Linked DNA regions of Hordeum vulgare: region 2 is linked to region 1. The links are chromatin contacts, called in public Hi-C maps. All regions are on one chromosome and are shown on one strand. The core of a region is the stretch at or near the end of the contact, and the rest is flanking DNA. Distances in the headings are between cores, read along the strand shown. Region 1 has its middle 45 kb from the start of LOC123398327. Region 2 holds the start of LOC123395907 (WRKY transcription factor WRKY76-like).

Region 1 (6,639 bases), core at 2,244-4,743:
GAGGAACGAAGAATATGTAACGGTTACCGACTCGGACGTGGGTTCGGCCCACGTCTCTCCGCCCAGCCACCTTTATAAGCAAGCTAACGCCTACCCTAGCCGTCACGAGAATCAGATCACATCTGCCTCACGCGTTCGTTCCTTTTGCTGCTGCTGCCGTCGGCGACTCCGTCTCGTTTACCGCGTACACGGTCGACGGGAGAGCAGGCCTCTGAAACCCCACCTCTCCGGTTCCTGTACGGGAGAGTGCTCGCCTCCGTCCGTCTGCTTCGTCTACGTCTGCGTCGCCTTCGTCATCGCCATGTCTTCACCGACCGAAGCCGACCATCTGGCCCTTAAAGCTGAGAAGAAGAGGGCAGAGGATGCTGCTTCCAAAAGAAGCTTAGGCACGATGGTACGATTGAAAAGTACAAGGCTAGGCCTGTGGCCAAGGGCTATGCCCAGAAAAAAGAAGAAGATTTCTTTGATACTTACTCACCTGTGGCTAGACTGACCATCATTCGAGTACTATTTTCATTGACGGTCTCTCATGATCTTCTCGTTCATCAAATGAAAGATAATGACGGAGCCATCGTTTCTTTTCCATGGCCGGATTCACAGTGCATAGCTAGACGCGTGGAGGCACGACCTTGTGTGTGTACACACGTTGCAAGATACGAGGAAACGCGAAAGCATCTGCGAGGATGCCGTGCACCCTATAAAGGAAAGATCCCTTCGGGGGCATCCGACAAGAAGGAAACAAATTAACGCCGGTCCATGCCCGCTTGTTCGCGCTAGCCTTTTCCTCTTCCATTGACTTCACCACCGTATGCATGCATTCATCCACCAACATGCTGACCGTGGCATGTCTTTCATGAACAGACGTCATTTCCCTGACGTCGTGGAGAACGTAGGTTGATTACGGCGGCGACGGAGATATTCTCCGAGATGATGGACCCATGGGTTCTCACGGGACTGTCAATTCGCACATGTACGTTATGGGCGACCACCATCTATAACCGGACCGTTTAAAGCAACTCCAATGAAACGATGCAAATCAATGTGTGATTGAATTGTTAGATAGATCATGATATTTTTAACTCATCAGGGTTCAAATCCTGGTGTTTGTATTATTTCTGGATTTATTTCAGAATTTTCGGGGATGCGTTTTTAGTGAGAGGAGACGTTCCCGTCGATGACAAGGCGCCTACGGTGACTTTGTAAATCTTAAGATGACATGTCGGCTCAGTCTTTCGGAGATGGTTATAGGGGGTAGGGTGTGCGTGTGTGTGTTTATAGAGACGAATGTATGCGCGCGTATATGAGCGTTTGCGTCTGTACTGTGTTTAAGAAAAAACTCCAATGAAACGATTCAAATCATCCGTTCGTGTTTGTTTTGGTCGACGCAGACAAAAATAAAGACCTAACGCGTCGATTCAAACTCAAAAGGCGTCCACTTCACGTCTATACGCACCTATTTTCGGTCTAAAATTGAGTCCGAAATGCATCGGCGCGGATGCGGCGTGCGCCTTTTCATGTTCGGGTCCGTCCACACGTGGCGCCTAGTCAAAATCAACATTGTCTTTATTATCAATGACCGTCCATCACGGACCCACGCATCAGCGACCCACATACGTCCTTTTTTCATCCGAGCGTGCGCGCGGGGAGGGGGAGGGGTGCTCATCCTCTTTCAGAAGTCGTCTCCATCCACATCTAGCCACCCGCTGCTCCCCCGCCGACGGCAAATCATAGTCATCATGCGTTTCTTCTCTAGCAAAGACAAGGGCAAGTTCCCCGTCATCCCTGTCTGCGCGCTCCCGTCGCCAGCGTCTTCCCGTCCGCCTCGCCAGCGGGTCAGCATACGAGTGCACCAGGCGAGGTGGCGTTGAGGGCACCGCGTACTCCTCCCCCCCTACCTCGATGTTACGCTGCCTTATCGTCCCCAACAACGATGACAAAGAGGACGCCTAGGGCAGCGCGTCTCCTCATTTTTAGTTTATTTAATTTTATGTTTAATGTAATGTGGACTATCGCCGGCCTTCCAGGCCGCATTAAATATTTAATTAATGGTTTTCCATATTTTTAAAATATTTACTTATATATTTTTTCAGGTCATCTAAAAATGGGTCGCTCGAGCGCAAGCGCGGACCCAATTGCAAAAGCGGACACAGATGTCCATCGGGCCAACCCAAACGGACAAAATACGGACATAGTGCGCGTCCGTTTGGGTCAGCCGGTTGGAGTTGCTCTTATATCAGTCTCTAACATTCGGACAAGTCGACCGGTCACAAAACATTATCCAGTCAGGTCCTTCATACAGACCTCAAACACCCGGGCTGACCGGCATTCCTCATATCCAACCCTAACATGAGGCGGATATAGGGCAGTCCGGGCACGCCCGCCACGCCGTCCTGACGACGTGGTCCCATGCGGACTCGTCCAAAAACCCAAAGGTCTGACGTGCGCCTCGATCGTTGCCGTGGTGTGAGTGGCGCCGCTCCCACTCGCCGCCCGAGGCCATAGCCGGCTACTTAAGACTGTTTGCATCCCCTAGCCCTAGCAGATTCACATCCTTCCTCCCTTCGTTGTCACTCAATCCCATCGGCCTCCTCCCCCTCCCCCCCCCTTCTCGGCCTCAGTATTGTCCGTTGTAGGATCAGCACCTACGATCGGCTCACATCGGAGTATCGAATGCAGATCGAGGCAGAGATCCAGGCTCACGCGTCGCCTGCATTGCTGGGGGTCTCCCTTAGGACTCGTCGAAAATGGAGGAGGAGGCGGAGCAACCGGAGGAGGAGGTGTCGGGGGCCATGGAGGAGGACGTCCAGAAGAAGGAGGACGCCCGGAGATCCATGCTCTAGGCTTGAACATGGCGAAGGCGGGGGTGGAGTTCGTCGTCGCCCAAGCTGACAAGATGACGGAGCAGCAGGTCATCCTGGATTCTATCCGGGATGAGGCCGAGGTGGAGTCCAATCGTCGGCACATCCGGCAGAGGCAGGCGGGTGCCGACGCCCTTTTCGACGAGCTTGAGGCAAAAATAGCGGCAAAGGAAGCCGCAACGGATCAACCGGAGGCATCGGAGGGGGCGCAGTAGAGGCACCGGAAGGGGCGGAGCTGCACCTGCCGCATATCTATCCATCGTAGGGCACGGAGATCATCTAAATCTCCGACGTAGATAGTTTATACGTAGTATGTAGGTCTATATGTTTGCATGCTTTTATATAAATTTGAAAAATTTAATATAAAATATTCAGATGCATTACTTTTTTTTAGATGTGTCCGGTCAATTCATACGGACACGTTCGGTCACGTCCCCACACGTTTAAAGTATCATTTTTATAAGTTTTGAATGTAGATGCTCTTACGCATCCACGTTAATCATCGCTTCGTTGAAGGAAAATACTCCGTCTGGTCACTCTTCTACTTTACTTCTTGTATTATATTGTAATGTGTACCTAGTAGTATTTCCTATCGCCGCGTCCTTGACCTCGAGTCTGTAGGTTTTGTTTGTGCAAGTGGAGCATTATTGATGGTATACATTTTGCAAGTTGTGACCCGTGAGAGCAACGAGGAGCGAACAAAGACTGGCCGTGACCCATGATAGCAACGAGACCGGACAAGAAAAGAACCGGAAAACTAGAGCACACCTACCTATTTGATGCCTTAAGCCCACAATCCCAAATAATTGTCCATTTTAAAAAAAAGTTTATACTTAGAAAACTCCATATATTGGGGAAAAAAGAGCATCGCAATATAAATAATACAATAAAATATTCATTTGTGTTTCAAAACGTTTTTACATAAAAATATATTTGTGCATATGAAAGCTCATGTATCTTCTCCTCAGTTCCTAAATATAAGTTTTTATAAAGATTTTATTAGGGGGCTAGATACGGAGCAAAATAAATAAATATACATTCTGAAATATGTCTATATACATCCTCTAGTGAAGGCTCTAAAAAGAATTATATTTAGAAACGAAGGGAGTATATCTTCTCCTAGTACCATATTTTATAACACATGCAGCCATGCCACACTAACCAAATTACTTACAGCAATTTATTGCATGCATGTGTGGGTCCTTCATATCTATCCATTTTGTCGAAAAAACTTGTTCTTCAAATAAATGTATCTAGCACCAGGGTCAAGATTGGAACAAGCTTTTTGAAACGGAGGGAGTAGTTTCCTTATCCTATATTTCTTTAACTCTCTTTTAAGTGATAACTCATGACACATTATGTGATTAAAGGTAAGCAACATATTACTAATAATACTAATATTCATATTCACACAATTTTTTATCTAAATAGCTTGCCCTCCCTACCATGTGTTAAGAGTGCATGCAGCTATAGCAGATTAACCAAACTACATGATACCCCACGCGTTGTTGTGGAAATTGGTTGACAACAGTTGATAAAGATGAAATCAGAAGTTAAAATACATATGACTTGTTATATTTGATCATGTATAATTGTAACAATATTTATTGAATATAAGTAGAATGATTAAGTGAAAAACATTTTTTCATGCATGGTCGAATGTTGTGGTGAGTCCCTTCCCATGCATGATTTGCATGTTGAGGTGAGTCTTATCTCATTCATAATTATATGATGAGATGATATGTTTGCATGTTGAGATAAATAAATTATAGGGATGACTCTCTTAGGTATATGGGATTAATTTTAGCAATAAATTACATACATGCATACCTCCTTTCTACCTAGTTTTTTTTCACGACCGGTTTCCAAATAACAGATTTAATTGGAAATCAGCCATTCGTGTCCAGGGTGAAGAAAATATTTCCCACTGACAAACTCAACTTGATGCAGAAAACCAGTAGTACTCAATATATTACAAGTAGAGCGAGGGTCACTCTACAAATTATTACAACACATTCAAGTCTTAGGATAGATGGAAATGTTACAGTGGTCTTAGGGTGACTCTACTGCTCGCGAAAATAAAGGGGACATGTCACATCAGAGTAATGTGACATGACGAGTACTACTACTACGCGTTAAGCCTCAGAGTGAAGCTCAACAATTTATTCGAGGTGGCGGAAGCGGTGCAATAAAACAGCGACGGACTCCAGGATCGCAAGACTGACTCGGACTCCTCTACACATCGGACTCTCTATCGAACTTCTCATCCATGAGGTCTCCTTCATCCATATCTGGCCACAACAACAAGCCAGTGAGTACTTCGAGAAGTACTCGCAAACAGTTTGTACAATGATGAAATGCATGCAGTTGATTTTATTATGCATGGTTAGGATCAAGTTATATTCATAATATAAGTGCAGAAAATAAATAAGTTAGAGGATAAATCAGGCGGTAGTCCTCCCGAGATATCCATAACAGAAAATAAAATAAAATAAGCCACCGTCGGGAGTCTGCGCGACACCACACACAGGGCATGAAATAATTAATAAGCCTCGAACGGGCGTCTCTGCGACACCACAGTAAGGGCATGGATAAAATAAAACAATGTGCCGCAGTCGGGCGTCTCAGTGACACTACATAAAGGGCTTATAAGAATAATAAAAACAATACCACAGTCGGGCGTCTGAGCGACACCACATAAAGTGCTTATAAGAATAAAATTTTAAATATCCAGGAGGTGGAACCGTCCCAAGGATACCCAACAAAGAGAATCATAATGGTTAGTCCAGAATAATAATACACGATATGATAATGTCCTGCATCATCATATGGTGCACCACATCCAATATTATTAATAACACGTATACTCCAAAGACCGACTCTAGGACCGATACTTGACTCGTCAAACAACGTCCTTGACCGGGGACACGGCTACTCGAATAGTTTTGACTCTGCAGAGGGTGTACTCTTTACCCATAGCCCACTGTTTTCAATAGTCAATACGATTAGTTTCCCGTACGACATTTTAGAAGTGGACGCTCAGAATCGTCACAAACCCACTTTACCTCCACGAAGCCCAGATTCACCCGGACTACGCTGCCAAGGTAAAATTATAAGACGGGGAGGCTCCGGCCTCAACTAGCATGGGATCAACAATATTTATATCGTGCACTAACGGGGAGTGCCCTCCCTCCCGGTCCCAGACCAGAAACACCCATGCCCCCTGACCGGATGACTAGATTTATTCCAAGGCCATGGATACCTTCATACCGGCCCCTCTACTTGGTGTGTGACTGATAATAGGTCTACAAATGACTATACCGAACCCATTATCCAGGGAACTGTGGTTGCACGATAAGAAGTACTACACGGACAAGACTCGATCTAGGTCGATACTGGAGTTTACCAAACTTTTATCACCACCATTGTGCTCAATCCATGACAAGGTCATAGCCTATCACATTCCGCGTGACTACACTATTCCACAACCTTTTCATAACTACCACTTGCCATCATCGTATTTTTATTATGGTTGAATATGTATAGCAGGTATGAAATATGCAAGGGCTGAATAATAAATATGAGCTAAGTTAGCAAACAGCACACCAAAAGTAACAAACATGCTTACCTAGTTCCACATAGTCGGGATCAAGCTCGGTGCAGTTGGCGTCCGGTATTTCGGTGTCGGAATCTATGGTATAGATCAAACAAGGGTATAAGTGGTACTGCCTAGCTACTGGTCTCAAAATATTTTTAGAAAAATCTTAAAATAAACTAGGCA
Region 2 (6,760 bases), core at 355-2,854, 280 kb before region 1:
TACATTATTTTTCTGTGGTACGATTCAGATCCTCAAATAGCAAGAAAAATGCAAATTATGCAGTACAATTCGGGGGAGAACTAGGCCCTAAATCTCAGCAGAGAAGTGCTAGGAACTTCCTTTCTGAAGCTGTACAAGAAAACCGCACGGGCGGAAGTTTCTGAAGTATGCACAGTCTCAACAGATTCTACTTGAATGCTAATAATCCGGCAGCTTCCGCAGGATGGCGGCGGCGAGCGCGTCGGTGAACTTTCGGTCGCCGGTGAGCTCGCGGGCCATCTGCTCCACCAGAGCCGCCCGGAACTCCGGCGACGCGACCTCCCGGCACACCTTCTTCAGGTCCGGCTGCGCCTCCCCTGCTGCCTCGACCACCTGCACACCTCCCCCGTCCTTGGTGAGGTCCAGCGTGATGGTCGGGCCGGAGGAGTTGATGGAGATGGAGCACGGCACCGGGCCGCCGCCCCCCGCCGCGCAGCTCGGCAGCTCGCCGGCCCGCGTGGGGCGCGGGTGGTTGTGCTCGCCCTCGTACGTCGCCTCCACCATCGAGCTGTCCTCGGCGCTTCTCTGCACCTGCACCACCATGGATAGAGATTAGTGTCAGAACATAAGCTTCTCAGACCGCACAAGCACAAGATGCTGCTGCTGCTGCAGCACAATGCTCGTCGAATTGGGCGGAGTTTGTACGATACCTTCTTCTTGACAGGGCAGGACGGCGCGAAGGCGCATCGGAAGTAGGCTCGGGGGGAGGGGTTGTCCCGTGTCACCTTCTGCCCGTACTTCCGCCATTGATACCCGTCTTTCACAACCTTCAGAATTCAGAAGCAATCGATCTCGGTGTAAGTACAGTTGCCATTGTTTTCAGCTAAGCTTTGATTGAATTGATTTGGCACTTACGAGGCTCGTGTCCGATGGGTCGATCCGGGTGCAGACCCTCTTGACCTTGATTCTCCGGCAAGTGCCGTTGCTCAGCGGGCTCTCGACGTCAACATGCTCGGCCTCGACCATACCAGTCATCTTCTTGTCGCTGTTGCCATCGCCGGAATCCGACGTGTCCATGCTCTCCCTGCTCCTTTTCTTGCCCACCGGTGATGTCGGCGACGCGGCGGTGCTCGCGGGCTGCTCGCCGTCCCCTTCGGGGCTGTGTCGCGCGAAACTCTGGTTAGCGTACAGGTAGCCGATCATCTCCGTCAGCCTCCGGTTCTCCTCGCTTACCTCCGTGAATTTCGCCTCCATCATCTTACTAGCCTGGAAATCCCCCACATTTCGAAAATCAAATCCAGCACCTCGAGCGCGCGAAAAGCGGGAAAGAGACGGAGTGACAAACAACGGAGTGTGGTTGAACGGTTGCATACCTCGCCGTTGGTCATGGAAGCTGCTCTGCCGCAGGGTGAGCTAGCAATGTCAGCTTGGGTTCTCATTCCGGCGCGCCTCGCCGGAGACGGCTCGCGCACCATGGGTAGCCCGACCATGAGGTCGAGGCAGACGGGCGACCACCGCGCCGTTTCCATTGATCAGCAATTACACGGGCACGACCCTGCAAACTTCCTACCACTGTGAACCTGAGAGGCTGAGACTGCGATTACTATGCTGAAGAATCAACCAGGAGCTCGAGTCATCTGAATGCCTGGCATCCCCAAAGGGCCGGTAGATATAGCGGGAGGTCGGGGGGACATGTCGTTTGGACGGAGCGGGACGCCGCGGTCGCGTGGGAAAACGGGGGCGCAGTTGTCAGACTGGGTCCGTGGGTCGTGCCATTATTGAATTCGACGTAGTACGTTCGGGTAGTGTCATGCCGCAACGTCAGCCTTGCCCGCGTCATACTAGCAAGCTGCAAGGTGCGGTCGCGGTCTCTGCATCGCTTTTACAGAAAAGGAGGTTAAATCCGACCTACAGTTATTTTTATTAATTATTTTAATGAAGGTACGACAAACATTAAGCTATATGAAGTTATCACTCACACCTATAAACATGATAATAATTAGTGTTCTCATTATTCATATCAAATACTGATGTCATCATCGATCCATCCCTATAACGTATCCGAACAACAATCGATGCAGCAAACCTAAATCGTATACCACTTGCGCAACTTTTAGAAATCCTCATCATCATCGAACCGTTGTCTCATCTTCAAGAGAGAGATCTGCATCACCCTTGTCAGTCCGTTCATCCGTCAACGCCACCACGAAGCCCAACGACGTCATCGCCATGCGCTCGTCCATCCTGACATGAAGGCTCCGGAAGATCTGTCGTGCGTACCACCTGCCGAGCAGGCATGACATAGCGTAGCAACTGTCGGTCACGCATGACTTGGCATCTCCACAGAAGCCCCGTTGAGACGAAGCCACTCCACCGCCTTCCTGTGTCTTCCGGCGCTACTCCAGAAGCGATGCTCCAACAGAGACACGACACCGTAGTGTCGCCATCGTGCGATCTGAAAGACCAGATCCTAGGGGTTCCTCGGGGCAGCACGAGTTGGTCAACAGTGGTTACACGACGATGTCTTCATCAAGGTAATGAAGCAGAACGCCGCCATCGCCTAACATCGGTGCGGTTTTCACCGGTAACTATGTCTTCCCAACTCGCAACCGGGACTAGATGACGAATCTCGAGATCCAACCACCCAGCCTCAGGCCGACCACCTTCGACACAGGAGATGACCGCCATTTCCAGCTGCACCGGCCAGAATATATCTGATCGAAGGTGCCGCCGAGCAGTCCACCAGGCGCTCAACGCCGCCGCAGATCTGAAGCCGGATGACGCATCGCCGCAGCATAGCCCGTCACCGCCACCCGAACCAGGCCACCCGCCGCACGCAGCTGCCCGTGACCGGCCTGCCCGACGTGCCTGCAGTCGCCGTCGCCTGAGGCAGGGCCGGCCACCGTCGTCGACGATGCAACCATCGCCATCGCTCCGCTAGATCGACCATGCCTCCGCACGTACAGGGGGCCCGCACCACACGGGAGAGAGGGATGTCTTCGCTACCGCCGTCAGCTCCGAGCATTGCCTGGCAGCGTCCCTCGACGGTGAAGGAGAGAGGGGAGGAGGGAGCGCATGCCCTCGACGGCTGGGTTTGGGAGCCGCCCGAGTCGCCCTAGAGGGGGCGACGCGAGGGCCTGATGTTTCCTAGGTTTTATGCCCGACTCATGGCCAAATTCACTGTTTTGACATTTTTCTGAATGTTAAGCCGGATCTGACCCTAGTGGGAAAAAATTCGGACCTGACCCTTTTGTTACCAGTGGACCCCTTGTCGGTAGGCTATAACAATCTACCGCCGAGGTCCGTGGCGGTAGGTTGCACGCCTATCGTAAAAAGAATTCTAAGTTGCAGATACAGTGCGTGCGCATACCTACCGTCGGACGCCTTGGCGGTAGGGTTACTTTTGCTACCGCGAGCCCTTTAGCGGCACGTCATTTTCCTACCGTCAAATGACGGTAGCAAAAGGGTTAGATTCATTTTTTTTCCTTATAGGAATCGGATCCGGTTTTACTTTAGAGAAAGGGTTAATACAGTGAATTTGGCCCGGACTCGTTTGTTTGTATGTCTTGGAGGAGCTACTGCGTCGTGTGACGAAATAGTACTGTGTAGATGAAATCGAGCACACCAACACAAAACACACGGTGGTCCTCGCAAGAATCTCGTGCAGTGAAGGGGCGTGGAAATGATGCACATAATGCGATCATACCTGGCGCCTCGTCGTCTGAATAATTCAAATTGTTGATGAAGTGCTTGTTCCGTTCAGATTCTAAGTGGCATATTTTTGCACGAGAAGGGTGCGGAACTTCAACGATTTCTTTTAGGCTATCTTCTCTAACATGTTTCTACAACGAGAGCATGCCTCCGAAATTAGCGGTCCGTTCAGACTGTTTTTGTGCTGCGAGATGATAGTAAGAAAGTTCTCAACTCAGTAGTAAACCCCCGACCTGTACAGTAGTACTCCATCTTAGCCCGATGGTGACTGCAGGGAGATCTAGTTACTGAACTTTGCCTTGTCTCGTACGGCGTGACCCGATGCACGACTCCAGCCGAGAGAGGCATCACCGTTCTGGCACGGTGGTGACCGCATGCGCCCTGCGTCAGGGGGAGTATGTCATTTGCTTATGTAGGAGCTGGAGAGAGAGAGAGAGAGAGCGCTGGAGAGAGAGAGAGACGCGTCGTAGCTTTGTCAAGTCTCGGCGGAAGTCTTTCTGGATTCTGAATATACTATTGACCTGGAACTAATTGAAGTCGTCGGCTGTTAATTTTCAGGCAGGGGAGAACCCGTCAGATTACTTTCGGACGAAGCAAAATTCTACCACGAAGAGTGCTACGTGTCCTTTAGAAGGAAACAGGATGAATGATTTTCTTTTTCCTGATGGATGAACGACTTTTTAAAGCAACATACTATGTTTCGTGTATTGCTGCCGTAAACTCATGTTTACTGCAGGGAAAACCTCCGTTTGCCACGCGAACAAGTTGACCGTGCGTGTCATTTACCGGTGGGACCCATGCACCGTTCTCTCCAATCCACTCATTTTTTGGAGAAACATATATTTCATCCTTTTCGGTGTATAAGTCATCATATAAAAACTAAAAAATACTAAAATACCTAGCCGCGTTGCATTAATTTTTACCTCGTTTTTTTGCTTTTAATATGAATAAAACAATAAACTAATAAAAGACGTGGGACGTTTATGTCTTTAATGACTTGAGACTAACTAGCGTGACATGGAGTGATCAATTCATTGCAATGATATTAATTAGCAAATTAACATTAATTTCTTTCATTTTTCTCTCAGTTTTGGTCGTGGTGTACAACCTAAGATGACTTTTACACCGAGACGAAGGAAGTAGTGAATCTTGTTAAAGTGGGGCGTAAGTGAAAATTTAAGACTAATATTCCACATGTAACCATGCAAAATAATTAGGGGAAGAAATCTTTATAATTTGTATGTAAATTCTACATAACTAGGGTGTCATAATTGGTAGTTGAATACTTGGTATAGTATCACACAGTTGTTAGTATTCACGATCACCAACAGCCTAATTGGCCTAAACATACCTCTAGCATTTTCTCCTTTTATTTGACATTTTGACACAAAAAGAAATCATTGAATGCCTACAACGAAACACCTAAATTTGTTTGCGTAGGCCAGTGTTCTCCTAGCCGTCACCATAGATCCAATTGTCGCCCCTCTGCTCCACAATGTCTACTTCGGTGTCGCAGAGCGGAGAGGAGATAATTCTCTTACTTGCAAGTTCCTTTTGTGTCGTGGTGATGTCGCTTCGATGGTTCTGGTGATATTTTCTCGAATAAATGTCCTCAGGCCACAACCCCGTCTCGGTGACGCTTTGCGTGGTTGTTGCTGAGGAGCTGGTGGTTTTTTCCTCGCAGATCTTCATGGATGACGAGTTAGTTCTTTTTGTATTTTGTCGATGGGGTTCCTTGGCCGTCGTGTGCGATAGCACCATCTTCTTCACCAATTCACTCTTTCGAGCCTTTACGGGCATGGCTATTGACATGATATGACGATGCTGGCATGCCTGCCTATCGAGGTCGACGCGGTGTCTCGCTAGTATTGCGTTAATTCAATGATGTTTTGTTCTTCGATACTTCATTGGTTGAATTTCTCGATGTTAGTCATAGTGGCGAGAGCTGTGGTAACACAACAATGATGAGTTTGTCTATGATTTGAACGAGAACCTTAATGCACATGGTATTGGTTGTAACTTTCACTTCAGCTAGTTCCATTTCTGTGTCTGCAGATTTTACTTACCCTATTGTCTTATCTTACCCTATTTCACATGTACTCTACTTCGACACAATGCCGCCGTCAGGTTAACCAAGTAAGAGGAATTCTGATCGAAGAGCAGCACTAAAGAAGCATGCTAGACTTCCTACAGAGTCAGTATATCGGCTGATAGCTATAATAACCGTCGATATGGAGATGACTGAAAAGGCTGCACTAGTAGAGTCACCATCCCGCCTACAATCGACATAATGGTTGGAAATATGCCCGAGAGGCAATAATAAAGTGGTTATTATTATATTTCTTTGTTCATGATAATTGTCTACTATTCATGCTATAATTGTATTAACCATAAATCCCAATACTTGTGTGAATACATAGACCACAACATGTCCCTAGAGAGCCCCTAGTTGGCTAGCTCATCGATCAATAGATGGTCATGGTTTCCTGATCATGGACATTGGATGTCATTGATAACGGGATCACATCATTAGGAGAATGATGTGAAGGACAAGACCCAATCCTAAGCATAACACAAGATCGTGTAGTTTGTCTGCTAAAGCTTTTCTAATGTCAAGTATCATTTCCTTAGACCATGAGATTGTGCAACTCCCGGATACCATACGAGTGTTTTGGGTGTATCAAACGTCACAATGTAACTTGGTGATTATAAAGGTGCACTACAGGTATCTTCGAAAGTGTATGTTGGGTTGGTACGAATCAAGACTCGGATTTCTCGCTCTGTGTGACGGAGAGGTATCTCTGGACCCACTCGGTAATGCATCATCATAATGAGATCAATGTGATTAAGGAATTAGCCACGAGATGATGTGTTACGGAACGAGTAAAGATACTTGCCGGTAATAAGATTGAACAAGGTATAGGGATACCGACGATCGAATCTCGGGCAAGTGTCATACTGGTAGACAAAGGGAATTGCATACGGGATTGAGTGGATCCTCGACATCGTGGTTCATACGATGAGATCATCGTGGAACATGTGGGAGCTAACATGGGTATCCAGATCCCGC

What was found. Hi-C and Micro-C count contacts between places; a contact is called where the count stands out from the background.
Region 2: a Hi-C map of leaf shows a contact between it and region 1, with 6 times the contacts expected there. The contact joins the promoter of LOC123395907 here to the enhancer-like site in region 1. A contact is called at or near these places in 4 of 6 Hi-C or Micro-C datasets (leaf and seedling).

The regions. Positions count from the first base shown.
Region 1 is chr5H:445,766,160-445,772,798 of MorexV3_pseudomolecules_assembly, reverse strand. No RefSeq gene overlaps it. Among protein-coding and RNA genes, the nearest start is that of LOC123398327, 45 kb to the right of the region's middle. Within about 2 kb of position 3,493, at least 1 of the 3 cell types and tissues checked has open chromatin away from gene starts, as enhancers often do. A contact at or near this core is called in leaf, where this site is marked.
Region 2 is chr5H:446,043,015-446,049,774 of MorexV3_pseudomolecules_assembly, reverse strand. LOC123395907 (WRKY transcription factor WRKY76-like) reads right to left here and starts at 1,604. Exons shown (of 4, transcript XM_045090933.1): 1 at 1,353-1,604; 2 at 895-1,245; 3 at 690-806; 4 at 1-570. The coding sequence starts at 1,508. The coding sequence ends at 199.